Linked DNA regions of Macaca fascicularis: region 2 is linked to region 1. Evidence: chromatin contacts called from public Hi-C data. All regions are on one chromosome and are shown on one strand. The core of a region is the stretch at or near the end of the contact, and the rest is flanking DNA. Distances in the headings are between cores, read along the strand shown.

The links. A called contact is a pair of places that touch in the nucleus more often than the background predicts.
Region 2: a contact with region 1 is called in a Hi-C map of liver, with 2.7 times the contacts expected there. The contact joins the promoter of LOC102138620 here to the promoter of RPL7L1 in region 1. A contact is called at or near these places in 2 of 2 Hi-C or Micro-C datasets (liver and skeletal muscle).

Annotation. Positions count from the first base shown.
Region 1 is chr4:128,659,360-128,666,138 of T2T-MFA8v1.1, reverse strand. RPL7L1 (ribosomal protein L7 like 1) reads left to right here and starts at 3,868. Exons shown (of 7, transcript XM_005552976.5): 1 at 3,868-4,181; 2 at 5,420-5,525. The coding sequence starts at 4,141.
Region 2 is chr4:128,821,035-128,827,813 of T2T-MFA8v1.1, reverse strand. It overlaps LOC102138620 (V-type proton ATPase 16 kDa proteolipid subunit c-like), which reads left to right and starts at 2,633. Exons shown (of 1, transcript XM_015449400.4): 1 at 2,633-4,008. The coding sequence starts at 3,075. The coding sequence ends at 3,533.

The DNA of each region.
Region 1 (6,779 bases), core at 2,619-5,118:
TTCCATCTCAAAAACTCAAACACACACACACACACACACACACACACACACACACACACACACAAAATCTGGGAACATTTTTTACACCCTATTCTGTATCCCAAATGTTTGGGAGTATTACAATCAGGATTATTTGGTTGTAAACAACAGAAAATTATTCTAGTTAACCAACATAAAGGGATTTTGTAAGGAGAATAAGAATTAAAGAAAACATTGAAGAACCCACCAGGCTTGAGAAGAATAGAGACAAAGAAACTCTAGGAGGTCTTCTTAGGTGGAAATCCTTAAGTTTTGCCCCCAACTGGGTGCAGTGGCTCATACCTGTAATCCCAGCACTTTGGGAGGCCAAGGTGGGCAGATCACTTGAGGTCAGGAGTTCAAGACCAGTCTGGCCAATATGGTGAAACCCGTCTTTACTAAAAATACAAAAATTAGCCAGGTGTGGTGGCACATGCCTGTAGTCCCAGCTACTTGGGAGGCTGAGGCACGAGAATTGCTTGAACCCGAGAGGCAGAGGTTGCAGTGAGCCAAGATTATACCATTGCACTCCAGCCTGGGCGACAGAGCAAGACTTTGTCTCAAAAAAAAAAAAAAAAAAGTCTTGTCTCAAATCTCATACTTTGTGCCATCATCACTCATCGCTCAAAATTCAAAATCACAGAGAAATTTAGCATCTCATACCCACTCCCAATAGGGTGATTAAAAGAATTGAAAAGATCTTCCAAAGACTACTTTAAGTATTAGAGGGAAACGTTCGGATTTGGTATCCTCCCAACAGCCGCCCAACTGTACATGATGAAGAAGAGATAAGTTCACAAGAGGATTGGAATTTTTTTTTTTTTTTTTTTTTTGAGACAGGGTCTCACTCTGTCACCCAGGCTGGAGTGCAGCAATTCTTGTGCCTCAGCCTCCCAAGTAGCTGGGATTACAGGTATGCACCATCACACCCAGCTAATTTTTGTATTTTTAGTAGAGATGGGGTTTCACCATGATGGTCAGACTGGTTTTGAACTTCTGGCCTCAGGTGATCTGCCTGCCTCAGCCTCTCAAAGTGCTGGGATTACAGGCATGAGCCACCACACCCGACCTCAGTAACCTCACTTTGAAAAAAAGATCTAGGACACATGCTCAATGCTCAGTAAACACATATTCAGTTAATGAATAATTGTTTAAGAGTGGGGCTCTTTTCTTTCTCCCTGTGTCAGTCTGGTGGAGTAATGGCGTTGGCGCTGAGAATAAGTATTCTCCTAGCACCATCTGCTGGCAGTAGAAAACCATTTCCTGAATCCTGGCCTCGATCCCATTCAGCCTTGCAGTACTGGTTTTTTGGGGGTTGTTTTGAGACAGAGTCTGGCTCTGTTGCCCAGGCTGGAGTACAGTGGCATAATCTCGGCTCACTGCAACCTCTGCTTCCCAGGTTCAAGCAATTATCGTGCCTCAGCCTCCCAAGTAGCTGGGACTACAGGCATATGCCACCATGCTCGGCTAATTTTTATATTTTTAGTAGAGACAGGGTTTTGCCATGTTGCTGAGGGTGGTCTTGAACTCCTGAGCTCAAGTGATCTGCCCGCCTCAGCCTCCCAAAGTGCTGGGATTACAGGTGTGAGCCATCGGGGCCCGGCTGGAGTATTGTTAACCCTAAAATTCCTCCTCCCTTTAATATTATTGATACCACAGACTCTACCTTTTATCCATAGACAGGAAAAATCACAAAACATTTAACTTTTTGCTTTTTTGTTTACTATTTAGTGAATGTCTTACACTTTGATGACCCTTGTATTTTGCCTCTTTACAAAGACACACGGTGAGGTGCTGAAAGAGAATGGGCCTCCCTCTTTCAGTGTGTGACCCTGAATACTGGGTTGTCCTGACACTTATTCATCAGAAAGTGACCTGTGCCCATGGCAGTCTTTCCGGTTGGACTAGTTACATGGCAACACGAGGCCTTTAGCTGCCACCAGTATCAGTATCAATAGTGCCAAAATCGAGAAATTGGTGCTAGACCCTTAGGATCAGTGATGAGCAAGCAGTCATGGTTCCTGACCTCCTAGTATCGTGTGGAAGAAATATTAAATATATAATAATGTCCTGAGGGAAATCAGACACTAGAGTCTTACTAGTCAGCCCATAGACCAGTAGCACCAGTGTCATTCTGAAGCCTGTTAAAAATGCAGAATATTGGCCGGGCGCAGTTGCTCACGCCTGTAATCCCAGCACTTTGAGAGGCTGAGGCGGGCGGATCACAAGGTCAGGAGATCGAGACCATCCTGGCTAACACGGTGAAACCCCGTCTCTACGAAAAATTCAAAAAATTAGCCAGGTATGGTGGTGGGCGCCTGTAGTCCCAGCTGCTCGGGAGGCTGAGGCAGGAGAATGGCGTGAACCCGGGAGACAGAGCTTGCAGAGAGCCGAGATCATGCCACTGCACTCCAGCCTGGGGGACAAAGCAAGACTCCATCTCAAAAAAAAAAAAAAAAAAAGGCCGAGCGCGGTGGCTCAAGCCTGTAATCCCAGCACTTTGGGAGGCCGAGGCGGGTGGATCACGAGGTCAGGAGATCGAGACCATCCTGGCTAACATGGTGAAACCCCGTCTCTACTAAAAATACAAAAAACTAGCCGGGCGTAGTGGCGGGCGCCTGTAGTTCCAGCTACTCGGAGGCTGAGGCAGGAGAATGGCGTGAACCTGGGAGGCGGAGCTTGCAGTGAGCCGAGATCGCCCCACTGCACTCCAGCCTGGGTGACACAGCGCGAGACTCCGTCTCAAAAAAAAAAAAAAAAAATGCAGAATATCAACTCCCCACCCGGCTTCCTGAATAAAAATCTGTATTTTAGTAAAATCTTCAGATGACTCCTATTCACTATTAATGCTTGAGAAGCGCTGCTCTGGAGGTTTGCGGAGATAAGACTTGTGTTGTTTTTCAGGATTTTTAATTTAAAAAAATTATTTTTTTATTTTTTTGAGACACTCTCGCTCTGTCGCCCAGGCTGGAGTGCAGTGGCACAAACTGGGCTCATGCAGCCTCCGCCTCCCGAGACTTCAGGCGCGAGCCACCACGCCCAGCTAATTTTTTGTATTTTTAGTAGAGACGGGGTTTCACCATCTTGGCCAGGCTGGTCTCCAACTCCTGACCTCAAGTGATCCACCTGCTTTGGCCTCCCAAAGTGCTGGGATTACAGGTGAAAGCCACCGGCTCCGGCCTACTTTTTCAGGATTTTATATAGACCGGGAGGGAAGAATGCATATTCCAGGTGATGACAGCTGTATAAGGGTTTTATTTTCATTCCTTTTTTTTTTTTTTTTTTTTTGAGACGGAGTCTTGCTCTGTCGCCATGTTGGCCAGGCTGGTCTCGAACTCCTGACCTAAGGTGATCCTCCCGCCTTGGCCTCCTAAAGTGCTGGGATTACAGGCGTGAGCCACCGCGCCCGGTCTGTATAACGGTTTTAGATGGCAAGGAAGCAAGTTGTAGTTTTCGGTCCAGCAGTAATAGTAACAAACATAGTGCTGACAGACACTGCTAAACGCTTTACGCTTTATATAATCTCCTGTAATCCTCGTAACGCCATTAGGTAGACCTATTATTACTGTATACCCATTTTATGGGTAATGAAGCCGCAGTACAGAGGGGTTAAATAACGTCTTCAAGGATCCATCGACGGAGCCAAGCTGACGGAATCGCAGCTACCTGTTTTACCACTCTAAGTCCTCAATAAACACTTGCACCTACATGTGAGAGCCAAAACCATAGCCTCCAAATTTTTCCACAGAGCGAAAAGGTTTCCCGCAATTTGTCTGTCTTCCTCCTCAGAGACGCAGCAGAGCCGCGCCGGAAGTGCGGCGCCTTCGCTAGAGCGGACGCCATAGGTGCATTGTGGGAAGCACTTCATTGTCCACAGCCAAGCTGTTTGTGATGAAACTGTAACTTACAAAAAAAAGGGCTGGGTTTTGAAAATGATACAGGCTCTAAAAACCCTGGAAGCGCTGCAACTTTTGGCAGGAATCGGGGTTAGCAGGACCTCAGCGGCTCACTGCGGCTAAGTGACCGCTGACTGTCTGGGTCCTCCAGCGTGAGTTAGAACAGACATCTCTATGGTCAAGGAAACAGAGCGAGTGCTGTCTTCCGCATGTGTTGGGGTTGCGCATGATCAGTAGCTGCACCACTAGAAAGATGGCGGAGCAAGAGTGAGTGGGGCTTTGAATATCTGGAATTGGGTGTTGAGTATCTGGTGCCATCCACGGTGTTTATGCCTCGGTGGCGGATTCTTGTGGGCTCTAGGAATAGAAAAGGCCACAGTTTACAAAGGGTGGGGATGAGAAGCCGTAGCGCTGTGGCGGAGGAGGGAGGGGACCGCGGTCAATTTCGGGTTATCTAGAGAGGCGAGGATTGACTTCAGGCAGCGGGCTGGAGTGCCACAGTTGAATTCACCCAGCCTGACAAGTATTAACCCTGCAGATAGGTCTGCACCCACCCCAACCCCATGGGGTTTTACTAGATTCGTCGCTGCTAGTGCCTATGAAGAGCTGTGGCAGTGAAAATCCTGTTAACTTACAGGAACGCAGAGGCTAAAGGGCTCTTTACTTTTTGAGGCATTGGGGATGAGTGAATATTAGGGGTACATTTTGAGGCCTGGAGTCAGAAACCGCAGGTTTCAGGGGAATCTTTCTTCAGACACTTGAAAACAGTAATGTTCCCTGAAGCCCAGGATATTGACTTGGTTTGGAAATCCATTGAATGTTCGTTTTTTTTGTTGTTGTTGTTGTTTTTTTGAGACGGAATCTTGCTATGTCGCCCAGGCTGGAGTGCAGTGTCGAAATCTCGGCTCACTGCAACCTCCGCCTCCCGGATTCAAGCGATTCTCCTGCTTCAGCCTCCGGAGTAGCCGAGATTACAGGCGTGCGCCACCCCGCCAAGCTAATTTTTTATTTTTGGTAGAAACAGGGGTTTCACCATGTTGGTCAGGCTGGTCTCGAACTCCTGACCTCAGGTGATATCCCCCCCCCACCTCGGCCTCCCAGAATGCTGGGGTTATAGGCTTGAGCCACCGCGCCCAGCCAAGTGTTCTTTTTCTTTTTCTTTTTTTTTTTTGAGACGGAGTCTTGCTCTGTCGACCAGGCTGGAGTGCAGTGGCCGCATCTCAGCTCACTGCAAGCTCCGCCTCCCGGGTCTATGCCATTCTCCTGCCTCAGCCTCCCGAGTAGCTGGGACTACAGGCACCCGCCACCTCACCCGGCTAGTTTTTTGTATTTTTTAGTAGAGACGGGGTTTCACCGTATTTAGCCAGGCTGGTCTCGATCTCCTGACCTTGTGATCCGCCCGTCTCGGCCTCCCAAAGTGCTGGGATTACAGGCTTGAGCCACCGCGCCCGGCCTCAAGTGTTCGTTTTCTAAATGTTATCTCTGATCTCAATTTTCTGCATCAGGCAAAGAAAAATCCCTTTGGTTCCAGAAAATCTGCTGAAAAAGAGGAAGGCTTATCAAGCCCTCAAAGCCACCCAGGCAAAGCAGGCACTTTTGGCAAAGAAGGAGGTAATGGTGGGGAACCAAGATAAAGTAATTAGAATTTGTATTAGGTGAGTTTTATCCAGCATGTGTTGGACTACATTTGGTATTTACGAGCTCCCCGCAACAGTTTGACAAACCAGGTATCGTTGTCTCTCAGTGTCCTTAGGGGGTTGGTTCCAGGACTCCCACAGATGCCTAAATCTGAGACTGCTGAAGTCCCTTATATAAAATGGTTGTGGTATTTGCATATCATCTGTACTCCTTCCGCCTATGTAATTTAAATTCTCTTTGGATTACTTAATAGCTTTTTTTTTTTTTTTTTTTTTTGAGGCAAGAGTCTCACTGTGTTCTGGAGTGCAGTGACACAGTCTCGACTCACTGCAACCTCTGCCTACTGGGCTCAAGCAATTCTCCTGCCTCAGTCAACCAAGTAGCTAGGATTACAGGCATGTGACTAATTTTAGCTAAATTAGCCACCACACTCGGCTAATTTTTTTTTTTATTTAATTTAATTTTGTTTTGTTTTTGAGACAGAGTCTCACCTGTCTCCCAGGCTGGAGTACAGGGATGTGATCTCGGCTTACCACAACCTCCGCCTCCCGGGTTCAAGCGATTCTCCTGCGCCAGCCTCCCGAGTAGCTGGGATTACAAGGATGTGCCACCATGCCCTGCTAATTTTTGTATTTTTAGTAGAGACGAGGTTTCACCATGTTGACCAGGCTGGTCTGGAACTCATGGACTCAAGTGATCTACCCACCTCGGCCTCCCAAAGTGCTGCGATTACTGGCATCAGCCACCCCACATGGCCACTGGCTAATTTTTGTATTTTTAGTAGAGATGTTTTAACATGTTGGCCATGCTGGTCTCAAACTCCTGGCCTCAAGTGATCCACCCACTGGCCTCTCAAAGTGCTGGGATTATAGACCTGAGCCACCCTGCCTGGCCTGGGTTACTGATAGCTAATACAGTGTACATAATGTATTTTTAAAATTTGTATTACTTTTTACTGTTTTTTTTTTTTTTTCATTTTTTTCCCGAATTTTTTTTCTTTTTTTTTTCTTTTTTTTTTTTTAAGAGGTCAGCAGGGCGCAGTGGCTCACGCCTGTAATCCCAATACTTTGGGAGGCCGAGGCAGGTGGATTACTTGAGGTCAGGAGTTCGAGACCAGCCTGGCCAACATGGTGAAACCACATCTCTACTACAAATACAAAACATTAGACGGGCGCTGTGGCATGTGCCTGTAATCCTAGCTACTCAGGAAGTGAGGCAGAAGAATTG
Region 2 (6,779 bases), core at 1,384-3,883, 160 kb before region 1:
TGGACTATTTTTTAGAGTAGTTTTAGGTTTACAAAAACAATTGAACAGAAAATACAGGGAGTTCCCATTACTCCCCATCTCCCCAACCAGTTTCTCCTATAATTAATATCTTGCATTAATGTGGTACATTTGTTACAATTAATGAACCAATATTGATGCACTATTATTAACTGAAGTCTATAGTTTACATTAAGGTTCAGTCTTTGTGCATATAATTTTATCACTTTTGCCAAATGCATAATGTCATATATTCATCATTACTGTATCATACAGAATAGTTTCACTGCTCTAATAACCTGCTGTGTTCCACCTATTCATTCCTCCTTCCCTCACTCCTCAGCCTGGGCGACCACTGTTTCCATAGTTTTGCCTTATCTAGAATATCATACAGTTGGAATCATACAATATGTAGCCTTTTCAGACTGACTTATTTCCCTTAGCAATATATGTGATTAATGATTCTCTGTATCTTTTCATGGCTTAATAGCTCATTTCTTCTTATCACTGAATAATGTTTCATCACATGGATGTACCACAGTTTATCCATTCACCTATCAAATAATATCCTGGTTGCTTCCAATTTTTGACAATTATGAATAAAACTGCTATAAACATCCATGTGCAGGTTTTTGGTGAAAAGTTTTCCACTCATCTGGGTAAATATCTAGGAGCACAATGGCTAGATTATATAGTAAGACTATGTTTAACTTTGTAAGAAACTGCCAAACAGTCTTGCAAAGTGGCTGTACAATTTTGCATTCCTACCAGCAATTTTTACTCCATGTCCTTGCCAGTATTTGATATTGCCAGTGTTTTGGATTTTAGCCACTGTAATAGTTGTGTCACCGTATCTTGTTTGAATTTGCAGTTCCCTAATGACATTGATCTTGCCATGTGTCATGTGCTTATTTACCATCTACCTATCTTCTTTGGTGAAATGTCTATTCAGCACTTTTGCCTGCTTCTATTTTTTTTGAGTCAGGGTCTATCTATGTTGTCTAGGCTGGTCTCAAACTACTATACTCAAGCAATCCTCCCACCTCAGCCTCCTGAGTAGCTGGGATTACAGGTACCTGCCACAATGCCCAGCATGCTCACTTTTTAATAATGTTGTTTGTTTTCTTTAGAGTGTAAAGTTTCACAGCCCTTTGGAAGGGCAAGTTAGCTATACCTATTATAATTTAAAAAAAAAAAATTTAGAGATGGAGTCTTGCTGTGTTGCCCAGGTTGATCTCAAACTCCTGGGTTCAAGCAATCCTTCTGCCTCAACCTCCCAAACTGCTGGGATTACAGGTGTGAGCCACCTCACCCACCCTAAAATTTAAAATGCATTAAAATTCCCAAAGACCCAATAATCTCACTTCTCAGAACAGCCTGTGCATAAGTATAAGGGCTTTTAAGAACAAACCAAGGCCACGTGCAGTGGCTCATGCCTGTAATCCCAGCACTTTGAGAGGCCAAGGCAAGTGGACCACTTGAGGTCAGGAGTTCAAGACAAGCCTGGCCAACATGGTAAAACCCCATTTCTACTAAAAATACAAAAAAAAAAAAAAAAATAGCTGGGCACGGTGGCAGGCACCTGTAATCCCAACTATACTCCCAGAGGCTGGCTGAGGCATGAGAGCTGCTTGAACCCAGGAGGCAGAGGTTGCAGTGAGCTGAGATCACACCACTGTACTCCAGCCTGGGTGACAGAGCAAGACTCCATCTCAAAAAAAAAAAAAAAGAGAGAGAACAAACCAATCTTGTCATCAAATTCCTGTCCACCTAATACCAAAAAGGGTTTCATGATTAGAATATGAGGCCTATGAGCTCTTGGTGGCAAGTGGGTCAAATCTCTAATCCAGAATCTCTTTTCTTCCCTTATGTGCACTGATTCCCCTACACCAGACTCACCACCCACACACTCCTCTTCAAAGTCTCCAAATCACTATGTAAATCAGAGGAGTATTCTCCACAGGCAGAGGAGCTGTGAGAACTAAGCAATGAGACGTGAGTTTTCCCATCCAACAGTCACCTTGGAAAACAAAGCACTTGTTCCATTGCTCAGCCCAAGTCTGGACTCCAATTGGGAGTGACTTCCAAAGCCAGGTCCTGAGCCATATGGGGAAACATTCTTGTTATACTATTGTCACACAGCATTTTGGGTCAAAAACAATATTACCCAAAGTGATCACTCTTCTAACAGCCAATGTTGGCTTCTAATAGCTTTGGATTATCAAAGGATTTCAACTCTTTATCATCAAGGACATTGAAAAGAATTGCTGCCATATTTGAAGTTGTTTCGTTTTGTTTTGCTTTTTCCAAAAGGGGGTGTTCAGACAACCACAGGACTAATACCTTCTACGGAAAAAAAAATTCGGAAGACGATTGTCCTGCAGTAAATAGGATGTAGATGACTGTGACTGCTATCATAGCCAGCCTCTTAGAAGCACACGTGCAGACAAGAGAAAATCAGAGGGAAGAAGAGAAAGAAAGATTTAATGTAGAAACCAGAAACAAAATTTTAAAATAGCTCTACAAGGATAACCCGATTAGTCAGGCACCTCTTTCTCCTGAAATGACCTTGAGGTTGTAAATACGAGGGCGGCGCTGAGCCCAATAGCAAGTCTGTGGATGCCCCCTGGTGGCCAGAAATAGAATGGTTTCAATGGATGGAAATTTAACGTGCTCGCATCCCCAGCATGTTAAATTACCCAGAAAAGTAACAGAAAAAGAACAGACACATCAGAAATGTCCCTGGCCAAACCTTTCAAGTACGAATCAAGGCAAGCTATGGCGACGAACAAGCAGAGAAAAGTGGACTGCAAAGGAAGCAGTAATTTATCTGTCAGAGAAGGGAGGGCTCCTTCCTGCTTCCGGACCAACGGATATGAGTCTAGATGCGAGACATCTATTATAGAGATAATAGAAGAGATTAGCGGAATTAAGGATGGTTCACTTTTCTTCTTTAGAAGTACCATTAATGCTGATCGCCTTCGCCGCCGCCCGCGTGCTAGCCTTAGCGCCCGGCCAGTCCTAGCCCCCGCCTCCGCCTCGGTCCGCAGAGCTCGCCCCCTCCCCACCCGCAGACAATGTCTGAGTCCAATAACCGCCCTGAGTATGCTTCGTTTTTCGCCGTCATGGGCGCCTCGGCCGCCATGGTCTGCAGCGCCCCGCGCGCTGCCTATGGCACGGTCAAGAGCCGCGCCGGCATCGCGGCCATGCGGCCGGAGCTGATCATGAAGTCCATCGTCCCAGTGGTCATGGCTGGCATCATTGCCATCTATGGCCTGGTGGTGGCAGTCCTCATCGCCAGCTCCCTGAATGACGACATCAGCCTCCACAGGAGCTCCCTCCAGCTAAGCGCCGGCCTGAGGGTGGGCCCGAGCGGCCTGGCAGCCGGCTTTGCCGTCGGTATTGTGCGGAACGCCGGTGTACGAGCCACGGCCCAGCAGCCCCGATTATTCATGGGCATGATCCTGACCCTCATCTTCGCCGAGGTACTCGGCCTCTATGGTCTCATCGTTGCCCTCATCCACTCCACAGAGTAGCCCCTCTCCGAGCCCACCAGCCACAGAATAAGATGTAAAGACCACCCCTCCTCATTCCAAAACGAAGAGCCTGCCGCACGCGCACAGGGCCGCGGCCCCCAGTAGTTGATCTTGTACATTCGCAGTGTCCTAGTGCCCGTTGTCTGTTGCCCCGGCCTTGCCCCCGCCCGCCCCGTGCCGTGGACATCTGGGCCCACTCATCGCCCCTCCAGGCCCCCAGCGCCCCACCCGCTAGAGTGCTCTGTGTATGCAGGTGACTTAGAGTTGTCATTTCTCTTTACTGGATATCTGTTTATGAAGATCTGGCCTGTTCCCGCGTCTGCGGAGAGGCTCTGGTCTCCCAGCTATCTATAACCTTAGCTAGAGTGTGGCCTTGTGGGTTCCTGTTGCTGAGACTTCCAGGATGGAGCCACCCTGGCTGCCAGGCCCTTGGCCCTGCGCACAGCTCTGTCCAATAAAGTTCTCGAATTTGGGGCGGGGGGCGGGGAGAAATAACCATTAATGCTGTTATAATAACGACATTATACCGTTTTTCTTGGCCAGGCATGGTGGCCCGGCACTCCTGTAATCCCAGCACTTTGGGAGGCTGAGGTGGGCAGATCGCATGAGGTCAGGAGTTTGAGACCAGCCTGGCCAACATGGTGAAACCTCGTCTCTACAAAAATTACAAAACTTAGCCTGTGTGGTAGCAGGCTACTCCAGCTACTCGGGAGGCTGAAGCACAAGAATTGCTTGAATCCGGGAGGTGGAGGTTGCAGTGAGCCCTGATCTGGCCACTGCACCCCAACCTGGAAAGAAAGAGAGAGGGGAAGGAAGGAAGGAAAGAAGGAAGGAAGGAAGGAAGGAAGGAAGGAAGGAAGGAAGGAAGGAAGGAAGGAAGGAAGGAAGGAAGGAAGGGAGGGAGGGAGGGAGGGAGGGAGGGAGGGAGGGAGGGGAGAAAGAAAGAGAGGCTGGGCATGATGACTCACACCTGTAATTCCAGCACCTTGGGAGGCAGAGGCGGGCAGATCACTTGAGGTCGGGAGTTCAAGACCATCCTGGCCAATATGGTGAAACCCTGTCTCTACTAAAAATACAAAAAAATTAGCCAGGCATGGTGGCTCACGCCCGTAGTCCCAGCTACTGAGGAGGCTGAGACAGGAGAATCACTTGAACCCGGGAGGTGGAGGTTGCAATGAGCCAAAATCGTGCCACTGCACTCCAGCCTGGGGTAACAGAGCAAGACTCTGTCTCAAAACAAAAAAAGAAAGAGAGAGAAGAGGAAGAAGAAGAAGAAGGAGGAGGAGGAGGAGGAGGAGGAGGCGGCGGCAGCAGCAGCGGGGATGACGGAAGGGAGGGAGGAAGAAAGAAAGAGAAGGAAGGAAGGAAGGAGTGGAGGGAGGGAGGGAGGGAGGAAGGAAGGAAAGAGAAAGAGAAAGAAAAGAAAAGAAAAAAAAGAGAGAAAAGGGGCCACGTGCAGTGACTTACGCCTGTAATCCCAGCACTTTGGGAGGCCAAGATCAGGGAGATCACTTGAGGTCAGACATTTGAGACCATCCTGGGCAACATGGCAAAACCCCATCTCTACAAAAAGTACAAAAATTAAACAGGCATGGTGGCAAATGCCTGTACTTGGGAAGCTGAGGTGGAAGGATCGCTTGAGCCTAGGAGGTGGAGGTTGCAGTTAGCTGAGACTTTGCCACTGCACTCCAGCCTCAGTGACAGAGCGAGACCCTGTCTCAAAATAAAAATAAAAGGAAAGAAAGAGACCAGAGCTTTCCCCAAGCCAGTACTGAGGAAAGGCCATGTGAGGACACCATGAGAAGACCCATCTGCAAGCCAGGGAGAGAGGCCTTGACAGAAACCAACCCTGCTGGCACCTTCCTCTTGGACTTCAGCCTCCAGAACTGTGAGAAAATAAATGCCTGGTGCTCAAGCTGCTCAGTCTATGGTATTCTGTCATAGCAGCCACAGCTAACTAATGCACTCTCCCTCCCACTCAAGAGGTCACCATTAATCTGAACACCTTAGCTTTTTCGTTTTCTTTCTTTTCTTTTCTTTTTTTTTTTTTTTTTTTTTTTTGAGACAGAGTTTGGCTCTTGTTGCCCAGGCAGGAGTGCAATGGTGCAATCTTGGCTCACCACAACCTCCACCTCCCAGGTTCAAGCGATTCTCCTGCCTCAACCTCCCGAGTAGCTGGGACTACAGGTGTCCGCCACCATGCCCAGCTAATTTTTTAGCAGAGACAGGGTTTCACCATGTTGGCCAGGCTGGTCTTGAACACCTGACATCAGATGACCTGCCCGCCTCAGCCTCCCAAAGTGTTGGGATTACAGGCATGAGCCGCTGCACCCAGCCAGCTTTTTCTTTTTCACATAAAAATCATTAAGTGCTTCCCTACAAACAAATTTTTGATGTTTTTGAGATTTACAACAATTGTATGATACTGTGTAGATGGTCTTCAGGGATCTGCTCTATTTTCAGTCAACATGTTTTAAGAGACACACATGTTGCATGTAGCTATAGTTCATTGTCATATATAGAACATACCACATAGTATACATTCTTCTGCCAGGAGATACATAGGTGATTTCTAGAGTTTTACTTTAAAGCATAGAGCTCGTTCAACATTTCTGGCTGGACACAGTGGCTCACAACTGTAATCGTAGCAATTTGGGAGGCCAAGGCAGGATCATTTGAGCCCAGGAGTTGAAGACCAGCCTGGGCAACATAGTGAAACCATGTCTGTACAAAAAATACAAAAATTAGCTGTGCGTGGTGGTATGCACCTGCGGTCCCGGCTACTCATGACTGAGGTATGAGGATCACTTGAGCCTGGGAGATTGAGGCTGCTGTGAGCAGTGATTGAGCCACTGCACTCAAGCCTGAATGACAGAGTGAGACCCCGTCTCAAAACAACAACAACAACCACCACCACCACATTTGTGGATATCTGCCGTTGTGCAGAATTTTCTCTAGGGTATAACCCTAAGGAGTTTGAGACCAGCCTGAGCAACACAGTGAGACCCTGTTTCTATAAAAACAAAATAAAAATAAAGAAATAAAAAATATAAATATAAAAAAGTTGCACTGTAGTGAGAGAACATAACATGTACAATACCAAACCTAGAAAAAAAAAAATCTGAGACTTGCTCTGTGACCTAGTTTGTGGCTAATTGTCCTGTGGTCAATATTCCACAAGTGTTTGGGAAAAAAAGTGTGTCTCATATACCAATTGGGTGCAAAGCTCTTTTTTTTTTTTTTTTT